Regions from separate parts of the Mus musculus genome. Here region 1 is linked to region 2. A link is a contact called in public HiChIP or PLAC-seq data. All regions are on one chromosome and are shown on one strand. The core of a region is the stretch at or near the end of the contact, and the rest is flanking DNA. Distances in the headings are between cores, read along the strand shown.

Evidence for each region. HiChIP or PLAC-seq counts read pairs in DNA pulled down with a chosen protein or histone mark.
Region 1: a contact with region 2 is called in an H3K27ac HiChIP or PLAC-seq map of microglia, with 4 times the contacts expected there. The contact joins the enhancer-like site here to the promoter of Tmem273 in region 2. A contact is called at or near these places in 8 of 39 promoter capture datasets (the C10 cell line, HPC-7-derived erythroid cells, cranial neural crest and 3 more), 2 of 484 Hi-C or Micro-C datasets (embryonic fibroblasts and nephron progenitors), 3 of 115 datasets of contacts at active chromatin or transcription factors (bone marrow-derived macrophages and microglia) and 2 of 9 other capture datasets (adipose tissue and liver).

Annotation. Positions count from the first base shown.
Region 1 is chr14:32,928,198-32,933,382 of GRCm38.p6, reverse strand. The region is part of intron 7 of Vstm4 (V-set and transmembrane domain containing 4); the gene reads right to left. Among named protein-coding and RNA genes, the nearest start is that of Gm36674, 16 kb to the right of the region's middle. Within about 2 kb of position 1,427, at least 25 of the 459 cell types and tissues checked have an H3K27ac peak or open chromatin away from gene starts, as enhancers often do. A contact at or near this core is called in bone marrow-derived macrophages and microglia, where this site is marked.
Region 2 is chr14:32,784,587-32,789,328 of GRCm38.p6, reverse strand. Tmem273 (transmembrane protein 273) reads right to left here and starts at 3,366. Exons shown (of 5, transcript NM_001163616.1): 1 at 3,233-3,366. The coding sequence starts at 3,278.

The DNA.
Region 1 (5,185 bases), core at 178-2,677, 150 kb before region 2:
CCAATGTAACCCACTGTCTCCAAGCCTCCTTGAAGCCTTAGGCTGCACCAAAAACGTAACAGGAACTTCCAAAGTGGGATCCACGGGGCTCTAATCGAGCCCCTCCTTACACACAGACCCTGCTGAATTTATGGGAGGCAGGGCCAGGCAGTGGGACATGGGTCAGAAGCACCTCTCCAGTCTGGTTTCTTCCTCCTTCTCCTCTTCCTCTTCTTCCTTCTCTCCTTTCTTCCTCCTCTTCCTCCTCCTCCTCCTCCTCCCCCTCTCCCCCTCTCCCCCTCTCCTCCCCCTCCCCCCCTCTCTTTCCCTCCCTCCACTGAGGCAGCCAGAATGAAGATTGAGCCCATGTGTTCAGGGTGGCAGAGGAAATGATGGCAGTGCCTGGTCTCCGACCTCAGGAAAACCCTGAGGCAGCCAGGGAGCCATGTGGCTGGGTCATAGCAGGTGCTACTATAAACCTGCACTTTTAGGAGACTTTTGTGGGATTTTCCCTGTTTTTCCAGAGTAAGTATCTCAGAGTGGGACATCTGGGTCATACGGCAAATGTCTGTTTAGCTCTTAAGAAACTGCCAATCATCCAGAGGGTACTGCCTGCCCTCCCATCTAAGGAGGATGCACTTCACAAGCTCCACTTCCTTAATGTCTCTTAGTTCTTCTTTACTCTTTTTAGTAGGTGTTAGGGGGCACATAATGCCTCATCCTTGGGGAACCCACTAATCCTAGACTCAAATCCAAGTTGTCATTGCTGACTACAGAGCCACACACCACATGATGTCCCATGATCACCCAGGCTACAGTTTGGATAAACGAGGAAGTCTTTGCATCCTAGGTGTAAGGGTGAATGAAAGTTTCGGAGCCTGCTATGGCTTGCCTAGCCTCATTCATCTACTTCACCAGTGGTGAGGAGCTAGGACCACAGAACCAGTGTAGGCTGCCTCTCTCAGCTCTAATTTAAGCCAGTCTCTGCCCCAGTTTAGGGTGGTGGTTATGGAAAGTACACGAGAGGGGAAGAGACCGCCCGACTGCTGACACCAGGAAAACCGACCTCAGGAGATCCGTAAGCTACGCATCTCTTCACAGCACACATGCTTCAGGCTCCTAATGTGCACATTCTGGGGATTTCATCTTGTGCAAGGGTTTCCATGGAGTCAACTGAAAGTTTCTCTTCTGGGTAAGCAGAGATTTAATGATCTCTTATGCAGACTCCTGCAAAACAATACTTTCTAGCAGAGAGTGCAGCTGGATGTGCATGTCGAATTAACTTTGCAGGAATAAGAGAGAAATGCAATTGCAACGGCTGCCCGTTGCCAGTGTGAAGAGTTCAGCCAGGTAATACTATTACCACAGCAGCCGATCGATACCCAGGACATGGGAGCTCTGCGCTCACGTCACCTTAGCACTCCAACATGAGATGGAGTTCTACAGAGTTGCAGAATCAGGGATCCACTTCCCCAAGAGACCACAAGAATCGTCAGCAGCAGACTTCCTCTTCTTCCTTCAAGTGCTCATTTTTTATTCAACAGAGAAGGAACTAGAGAAACACAGTCTCCCTGAAGCCCCGGCACACAACCATGGCCAGCGAGAATGCTGCAGCTAAGCGTCTAACACATCTTGCTCTCCCAGGGTCCACCCAGAGACTCTGGACTCTGAACATCCATGCTCAGGAGGGGAGAATATGACCATATCGCAGCCAACATGCCTTGGACATAAACTTGGCCCTGTTGAGTGGCTGGGGTTGCTTCCAGGCATACACATTGGTATTTATGCAAAAAGGATCTAGAGTTTTCTGGTGTGTTTTAAAATAAAAATAGAAGAGGAAAACTAATAAAAAGAAATATTTCTTTTTCTGAGACAGAAGAGTTAAGTGGTCCAGAGTGGCTTTGGGAGGTAGCTCGGTGTGTTGGCTGAGACTTGGTCCTTTGGGGAACAGAACTCAGCAGTGCATTGGTAAGTAACTTTCACTATCCCATTCTGTTCTCACCTTTGCCATGTGAGGTGGGCCAACAGTCACACTCATGTCACAGACACGTAAACAGCTGTTAAAAGCAGAAGGCTTCGGGGAGTGCTAACATGCCCATATTCCCGGCACTTGGGATGTGGTAACAGGGGAGTGGTGAATTTGAGGCTAGGATGGCCTGTACCAAAAACCAAACAAAAAATGGCAGAAAACCGTTTTATGGTATCAGGCACTTATGGGTTCAGAAGTCTCCATCCTGCCTGGAACCTGGCCCCTGGGAAAAGCACATGAGCAATACAATATCTTGGCACAAGGTAATGCTCATGGTTGGAAGCACACACTCTGAATCTAAGAGAGTCAGACAGGTAGACAGCAGTCCTTTTCCCTAGAAGCAGGCATCAGACTCCAATGGGGAAAGGAGCGAAGGACCATTAGGTCAACTGCATGAGGCTTGGATAGAGACTCACATCACACAGCAGGCAGTGTGAGCTACAAAGGCTGGGTCTGAGGATGAAGGGCAGGGCCTGTCTCATTCTCATCGGACAGGTTGGTGTGGAGAGGTGGAAGACCCAAGGACACACAGCACAAGGCTCTGCAAGGACAGCCACACAGAACTGCCACCAATGAGAGAAGGTAATAAAGGGACAGGGAAGAATCCTCAGAAAGCCTCCAGGTTCTTACTTCCATTTTCACTCAAGACATGAGGCTTCCAGACGGGAGCTGGTCCACCTCTGACCTGTATGGGTGCAGATGATAAGGAAGTAGGCTCTGCTGTGGCCGGCGTATGTGGGGAATACATGCTACATGGCTGCGAGATGAAGTTGAGGGTGAATGGGAAGAACTGGAGAAGCTCAGGTGACTATGAGTCAATTGCCAGGTCAGTTCATGGACTCTTTGGAGTAGAGGATCTCTGTTCCAGGGAAAGAGTATGCTAGTAACCTCTGAGATGATTGGTGGTGCTGGCACCAGAGGTCCAGGTGGACCAACAGCTTCAAAGCCTTGAATATTTTCTATTCCCAAAGCCAGCATAGAGCTATGACTGCTCACCAGAAATCATCCTACTCTCTGAGCCAGGTCCAGAGACACAAGAGACCTAAAAGTCTCCACGGCATGTAATACCCACTTGCTCTGTTGCCTCAGCCTGGGAGTCATATCTGTGTTTCTCACCTCGATTTCCAACCTCTGTATGCTTACTTATGGTCTGAGGGCCAGTAGTTCAATGTGCTTTAGGACTACAGAAAACAGAAAAGTCTGAACTCAAGAAAGAAGTGGAGACAAGGATTTCACCTATTGAAGTTCATTAACATCTCAGACTGGATGGACTGGCCAGGATGTCCCCAGCCAAACAAATTCACACAATGCTTTTGAATCCAAGGAGTTCAACGGGCATTTATTAAAGGACATCCTCAGTGTATGTTCAATAAGATGGAAGGCCACACACCCAAGCTAACATGTATTGGGACAGTCACAAGGTACCATCTATCTAGGTAACATGTTGAAGCCAGCATAGAAAGACCAAGGATAAAGCTTATAGGCTCAAGATTTTAAAGATTGACAGATGGATGCCTCTAGAGTTTACAAGCCATATTGTGTGAACAGAAATATGATTATATATAATGGTCTCAGTGAGGCTCCCATACTTGAAGCCTCTCCTGGCTGCACAGTGACTGCTCCAAAAGCTGATGTAATTGTTCATCTTCTTTCCACATGAACCAGGAATGCGGTATCCCTGGTGCCTTCCCAAAGTGATTTTACAGGCAGCCACTCTAGAGGATGCTTTCGCCTAGAAAAAGAGTGTTTGCTTATCTGCTTCAATCAAGACATAACCCAAGAATGAGACTTTTAACCCGATCCTCACATGCCCCGTCACTGAATCACACAAGGGTCTCTATGGTGGTTGGTGCTCAGGAGCCTTGCTCTCAGAAACAAGAAGGCTGCCATCATAAGCTGTATTCCAGTGAACAGTGCATCTAAGCCCTCTATGCCTGTGTTTTCTCAGTTCAGCTACAATATAGGACTTCTACAATGCCTCTTATTGGATGGCATTCAAGGACTGGATGCATTGACTCATGTGATACCCACAGAGGAATTCTTCCCAGAACTGCAGGAAGTGTTATGTGTGTGTCCTACAGTTACTGTTAGTACTAAATATACCTTGTGTGTGTGTGTGTGTGTGTGTGTTGTAGAAGTATGTGATATAACCTTGCTAAATAACATGTTAAAGCATTGCCTAGAGCAGGCTTGTCATCTGTGACCTGTAATGCTCACATGAAGACTCAGTGTCCTTATTAGGCTCTCAGGATCGTGTCCTGGGCCTCTCCTGAGCTCGCTCCATGTGTCCTCCTTGCAGACCAGAGTTCCAGTCATACTAGTCTCTGTGCATTTTGTGGGCACAGCTGGGCAGTGCTTTGCACTGAGGGATGGCTTTGAGCCCTGTGTTCATGCCATTTCCTCTGCCAAGAAGACTCTCTCATGTACCAGGGTGAATGTGATATCTTCCTCATCAAACACAGTCCTTCCTTGCTCCCTGCCTGACTCTGCTGTTGTCACAGCATGTAGTGCTCCTTGGCACTATAAAGTTCCATCCTTTATCTTGTGTCTTTTTCCATTAGACTGTGACAATAGAACCTAATAGCTCCTGGTGTGATGATAGCCCTATGCAGAAGGGACTCTTGTAGTCACCTTTATACTGCATGTACAGAAACAAAGACAAACACCTGTTTGTGACCAGTGCTAGTACATAGCAGACTTGGTATTTGATTCCAGCCTCTAGTTACTTCTTCAAATACCTTCATGGCTCCATCCAGTAAGTGTTCAGTAGCAGGACAAAATGAAATAAGCCCAGAAGGGTATTGTCTCTGGTTGGCTTGTGCAAATGTACAAAAACCCAGAATTCACTGACTTAGCTAGGCTAGATGGCCAGTGAGTTTCAGGGATCTGTTTGTCTCTGCCTCACACTGCAATCAAGCTGGTTAAAAATGTGCTGCACCACGTCTGACTGTGTGTGTATGTGTATGTGAACTTGTATGCATGTATAGTATATGTGTATGTACATCTGTATGCAGGTACACATAAAAGCCTGAGATTGACAGTAAGAGTCTTCACTATTGTTCTACAAAGTATCCTTTTAAGACTAGTGCTCTCACTAAGCCCAGAGTTCACTAATTGATTACACTAGCTGGCTGTGACTGGGGCATCTGCCCATCTCTGTCCTGCCTGGCCCTCAGC
Region 2 (4,742 bases), core at 2,117-4,616:
GGAACTCAAGCAGGTCAGGAAGCAGGAGCTGATGCAGAGGCCATGGAGGGATGTTTCTTACTGGCTTGCTTCCCTGGCTTGCTCAGCTTGCTTTCTTATAGAACCCAAGACTACCAGCCCAGAGATGGCACCACCCACCAGGGGCCCTCCCCCACTGGATTTGAGAAAAATGCCTTACATCTGGATCTCATGGAGGCATTTCCTCAAGGGAGTCTCCTTTCCCTGTGATAACTCCAGCTGTGTCAAGTTGACACACAAAACTAGCCAGTACACACGGTAAGACACACAGAAAGAAAGACAGATAAAGCAAAGGGGTGAACTGTTCTCAAACTCAACCCTTGAGAGTGTATGCAAACTCCTTATTGTTGGCTCTTTTCTGTAAGTTTGGAATGGAAATTTGAATGAAGCAGTCTGAGTGAACACCACTCAGAGTGTTTTCATGGTGACACCTTTTTCATTCTCAGCTCTGAATGCACAGTTTTAAAATATTGAAATGCCCCATTTCAAATCTGCGCAATGCCGCCTACCTGACCTCTGACCTCCAAGAAGCCCTTTCTGTGTTGTATGCTCCCCTCTCCTCGTCTGTCCAAATGGGCATGGTTACAAGAACACTCCCACTTGGGGCTGGTTTGGAGAGGTGGATGAGGCCCCCGGGGTGGTTCTGAGGTGTTAGCTCTCGGGAAGTGGGTTCACCATGCTTTTGAGGAAAAGCTTCATCGAGAGAGGAAGGGGCACTCAGAGTCAGGAAGATTCTAACAGCAACAAGCAGTGTGTACAACCTTCCTGAGAAGTGACAACGATACATAAGCTATTGTATCAAATCATTATGAAGATGACCAAATGCAGTCAGATCCAGAACCATGGCCCAGAACAGGCAGCTTTTATGTCTGCTAGATGGGGCCTGAATGGAGGCAGCATTGCCAAAAGGTTCTAAATGAAAGACTAAAGCAAACGTTAGGAGTGTTTGTATTACACACAGAAAAATAAAACTAGACCCTTTCATTAAGATGCACACACAGATACAGTCTATTTTTGAATGATGCAATCCATTTAAAGGTGAGTTTTAAAATGTATCTTAGATGATGTTCTAGTTCACTTTTCTGCTGCTGTGATGAGCATCATGACCCACATCAATCAACTTTTTATCAAGTTGCTTATTGGCCAGCTTCTACCTCATGCTGGTCAGCTTTCTGACCCAACCCAGACCACCTGCTCAAGGGTACCACCACCCACAGTTAGCTGAGACCCAACACACACACACCACACACACACACACACACACACCAATCAACAACCAAGACAATTCCCCATAGACACGGCCACTGACCAATCTGATCTGAGCAATCCCTTAATTGAAATTCCTCCTGTGCTGAGTAACATCCTGTTAAACGTTTTTGGGAAGCTTTTACCCTCATTATTTCTTTAGAGTAAATTCTTTGACAAGGAATTTCTGGGTCAAAAGTTGTGAACAGCTTCCTTTCCCCTCCCAATAGCCTCTGTGAAGTGGAATCAGTGAGTGTGCCTAATGCCTGGTCCTGAGCGTACACCAGGAGTCAGACACGCTGCTAAGAAACCTCTCAACCACCATACCATGGGAAGGAAGTAGGACAGATCATTAGCCTCAACTGATAGACGAGGAAACTGGCACAGAGAAGATGACTGCCTTATTTCTCTGTGCTTGCAAAAAACAGAACAAAAAGTAACATGCTGGAAGTCTAGAGCTGCCTCGCGGTCCTCTCTATGCCCTACCTTTATGTGAAAGCATTTAAGAGCAGAATGACTGGGCCCCAGAGCTTAAAAGGGCACCCAGAGATTGCAGTACCAGGATGTCTTTCCATGACACTGTGGGGACTGACTTTAGCCAGTACTTTGCACCTCAGAAGCACCAAAATATGCCACACGCTATTACTTCTCTTTGGGTTTGTCAGACGGAGCATCTTAAAAGGCTTACTGTCTGCAATTTTTCAGTGAATTGTCTGTTTATATCATTTTACTTTATTCTTCGTTTTTAAATTCGACCCCTACCCCAGATTCCCCACGATGGAGCGGCCTGTATTTCTGTCGGCCCAAAGCAGAAAGAAAGTGAGGTTAGAGACTCTGTTGGCTTCTGGCCCTTTGCCTGGCAACGATACTGAGTTTGGTTGTCCTGCGCACCCTTATTCACTGCTTGCTGGTCCCTGCGACCTCCTCATTGTCGCTGTCAGGAACCAACATCCACGAGTGGATGAGAGGGGTCTGTCGCAACATGCCAATACCAAAGACCCAGGTATTTATTGTGCTGCCCCTTCGCGGTGCGGGTGCTCGCTCGTGGATACCTGCTACGGTAATCTTGTCTGTGTACCGGATTCAGGCCACACCTGCAGACTCAAGAAACCATTAGGAGGCAGACTGCTTGCTTTTCGGTTTTGTTCAGTTTTCTGGAAAAGGCATCTTAAAGCATATGAGTGCTGCCTTCCGAAGAAGCACAGTTGACGCCAAGGGCACTTTGCGAAGTAGCCCTCCTCCCCGCAGCCGCTGCTCTCAGTGTCTCTGCGTACTTCTAGCAATCTTGTAGCTCCTCTCACTTTACCACGTTTCTTCCTCTCTATGCCTGACTTTTTATTTCTTCCCAGTCCTTGCCCACCTTACTCCCGCTTCTCTCCTTCCTTCCACCTTTCAATGCTTGGCCAAAAACAAGTGCTTTAAAACAAACAAACAAAAATGCTTCTGGGTCTACTCTATTGGCCATTCCTCTGCCCGCTCTACTCCGCACACAGTCATCACCAGGAATGGGGCAGCCCCACCAGCCTGTCTCTTCTAGGCAATTATCTTGACTTGGATCGATTAAGCTTAACTCAGTTCTCTCACAAGCCTATGAAGGGAACACTATCTTCCACTTCGTTAGGTCAGAAGCTGAAACTCAGGGTGCTCAGGGTGCCAGAAGCATGTTCCGGTTTGGGAGGAATGAAGCCACAGTTGAAGCAGACTGTCCTTTAGCCAAGCCTGGAGCTCTTCCTCTGCACCCCCCTCAGCCCTCTCCTCCCTCAGCCCAGCATGCTTGTAAGCAGCATCTAAACTGAAATGGGGATATTGCCCACTATCCCACCCAAGTCAGCAAGGCCATCTAGCCCGAGGGATGTGTCACAATTCAGAAGGAAGCCCATGGGTGTCTCATCTACAGTTTAAACTCACTGGGCTCCCAGGCTGGCAAAGGGTAACACCCACTCCATTTCTACTATCTGCCTTCACTTACCTAAGAGGAAGAGGAGGACTCTCAGTAATGGGACCCCAGAGCTCATAGTGGTGTCTGTCCTGACTCCTTGAGATGAAGCAAGTGAGCTGTCTGACCCCAGGCTCCAGGGATGGGAGCTAAGCCCCCACGTGACTGACAAGGAAGGAAGCTACAGCCACAGCCAAAGACTGTGGGTTCTTCTTGGCCCTTTGCAGGCAGGGGTGAAGGAAGTTCCTGTTATTTGGGCTCTGCCTAGTGGCGAGTGGGAGAGAGTTCATGTGTGCCCAGGAGGGTGTACCACTGGATGCTAAAGCTCGCAAGTCCTCCTCTGGCTCTCTCCCCAGATCTCCAACACTGAAGCATCACTTTGGTTTCTTGCCCAAAGACCCCTGCTGGTAGGTCTTAAAGGAGAATGCTGCCTGCTCTGGTCTGTACAGAAAGCCAGATTTTAGAGTAGCCTCTAATGCCTGGGGCTGGAACCACCTCCTCTCCCTCAACACAACTCTGTGATAAGTCATTGGTTCTTTGGAATCTGGGGAGGCCTGTTACCCTCTTCTCAGAAACCTTTCTGATGCTATTAATATCAACCAGCCCCTAAGGCATGTGAGACCTTTGTCTCTGGGCTGCAGCCTTGATGCCTGTTTTTTGTTTGTTTTTTGTCTTGTTTTGTTTTTCCCAGAGAGAGCTTATTGTGTAGACCAGGTTAGACTTAAATTCTTGATCTCTTGCTGAGGCCTTTTTCATGCAGTGATTGCAGATGTGTGCAAACAGACCCAGCTATGTAAGTGTCAGACATCCACACTCAAGTAGACAAGGTTTATAAAATAAGTCAGGAGCACTGAGACATGGATGGATATTGAAATGGTTCTTAGAAGGTTCTTCATGCTAAAGAAGTATGTCTGCTTCTTACCACACAGCAAACAACAGGATATGTTCACAGATTAAAGGGCAGGCACACACTTTCTAATGGTATTCATTCAGCTGTTTGCAAGGGTGGCGGTATGAGGGGCCAATCCCTAGCCCTATAAGGGGTTGGTCTCATGCTGCTGTGTATTCAAATACTAAATACTGGCCCCCAAGATCTGGTTGCCACCCAACGTGGAGATCCTCACATACACCAGATGATGCTATGTATCCTTGCCCTCCAAGCTAATTGGCCAATAAAATACTGTGACTGGGCAGTAGATAGAGGTAGGCGGGTTTTCAGTTACCTGGCTAGGAGTTTCAGATAAAGACAGAGAGAAGAAGAAAGGACACAGAAGGGGGAGGAAGCAGCCACAAGAGGAGAAAGACCATGAACACGTAGCCAGGAGAAACAGCAAATAACAAGGGACATATGACTGGGATGTAAATTAAATAGCTCCAAAACCTGCCCAATCTTGGCTTACAGCATGTAAATAAAATACCTGGATTGTGTGTGCTTTATATGGCTAGGAAGAGTTTATAACTCTTTTCACATGACCCCTGCTCATAGCAGTCACCACGTGATAACATCTCTGCGGTTTATGTGCCGCTCACTTCTGCACTGGTG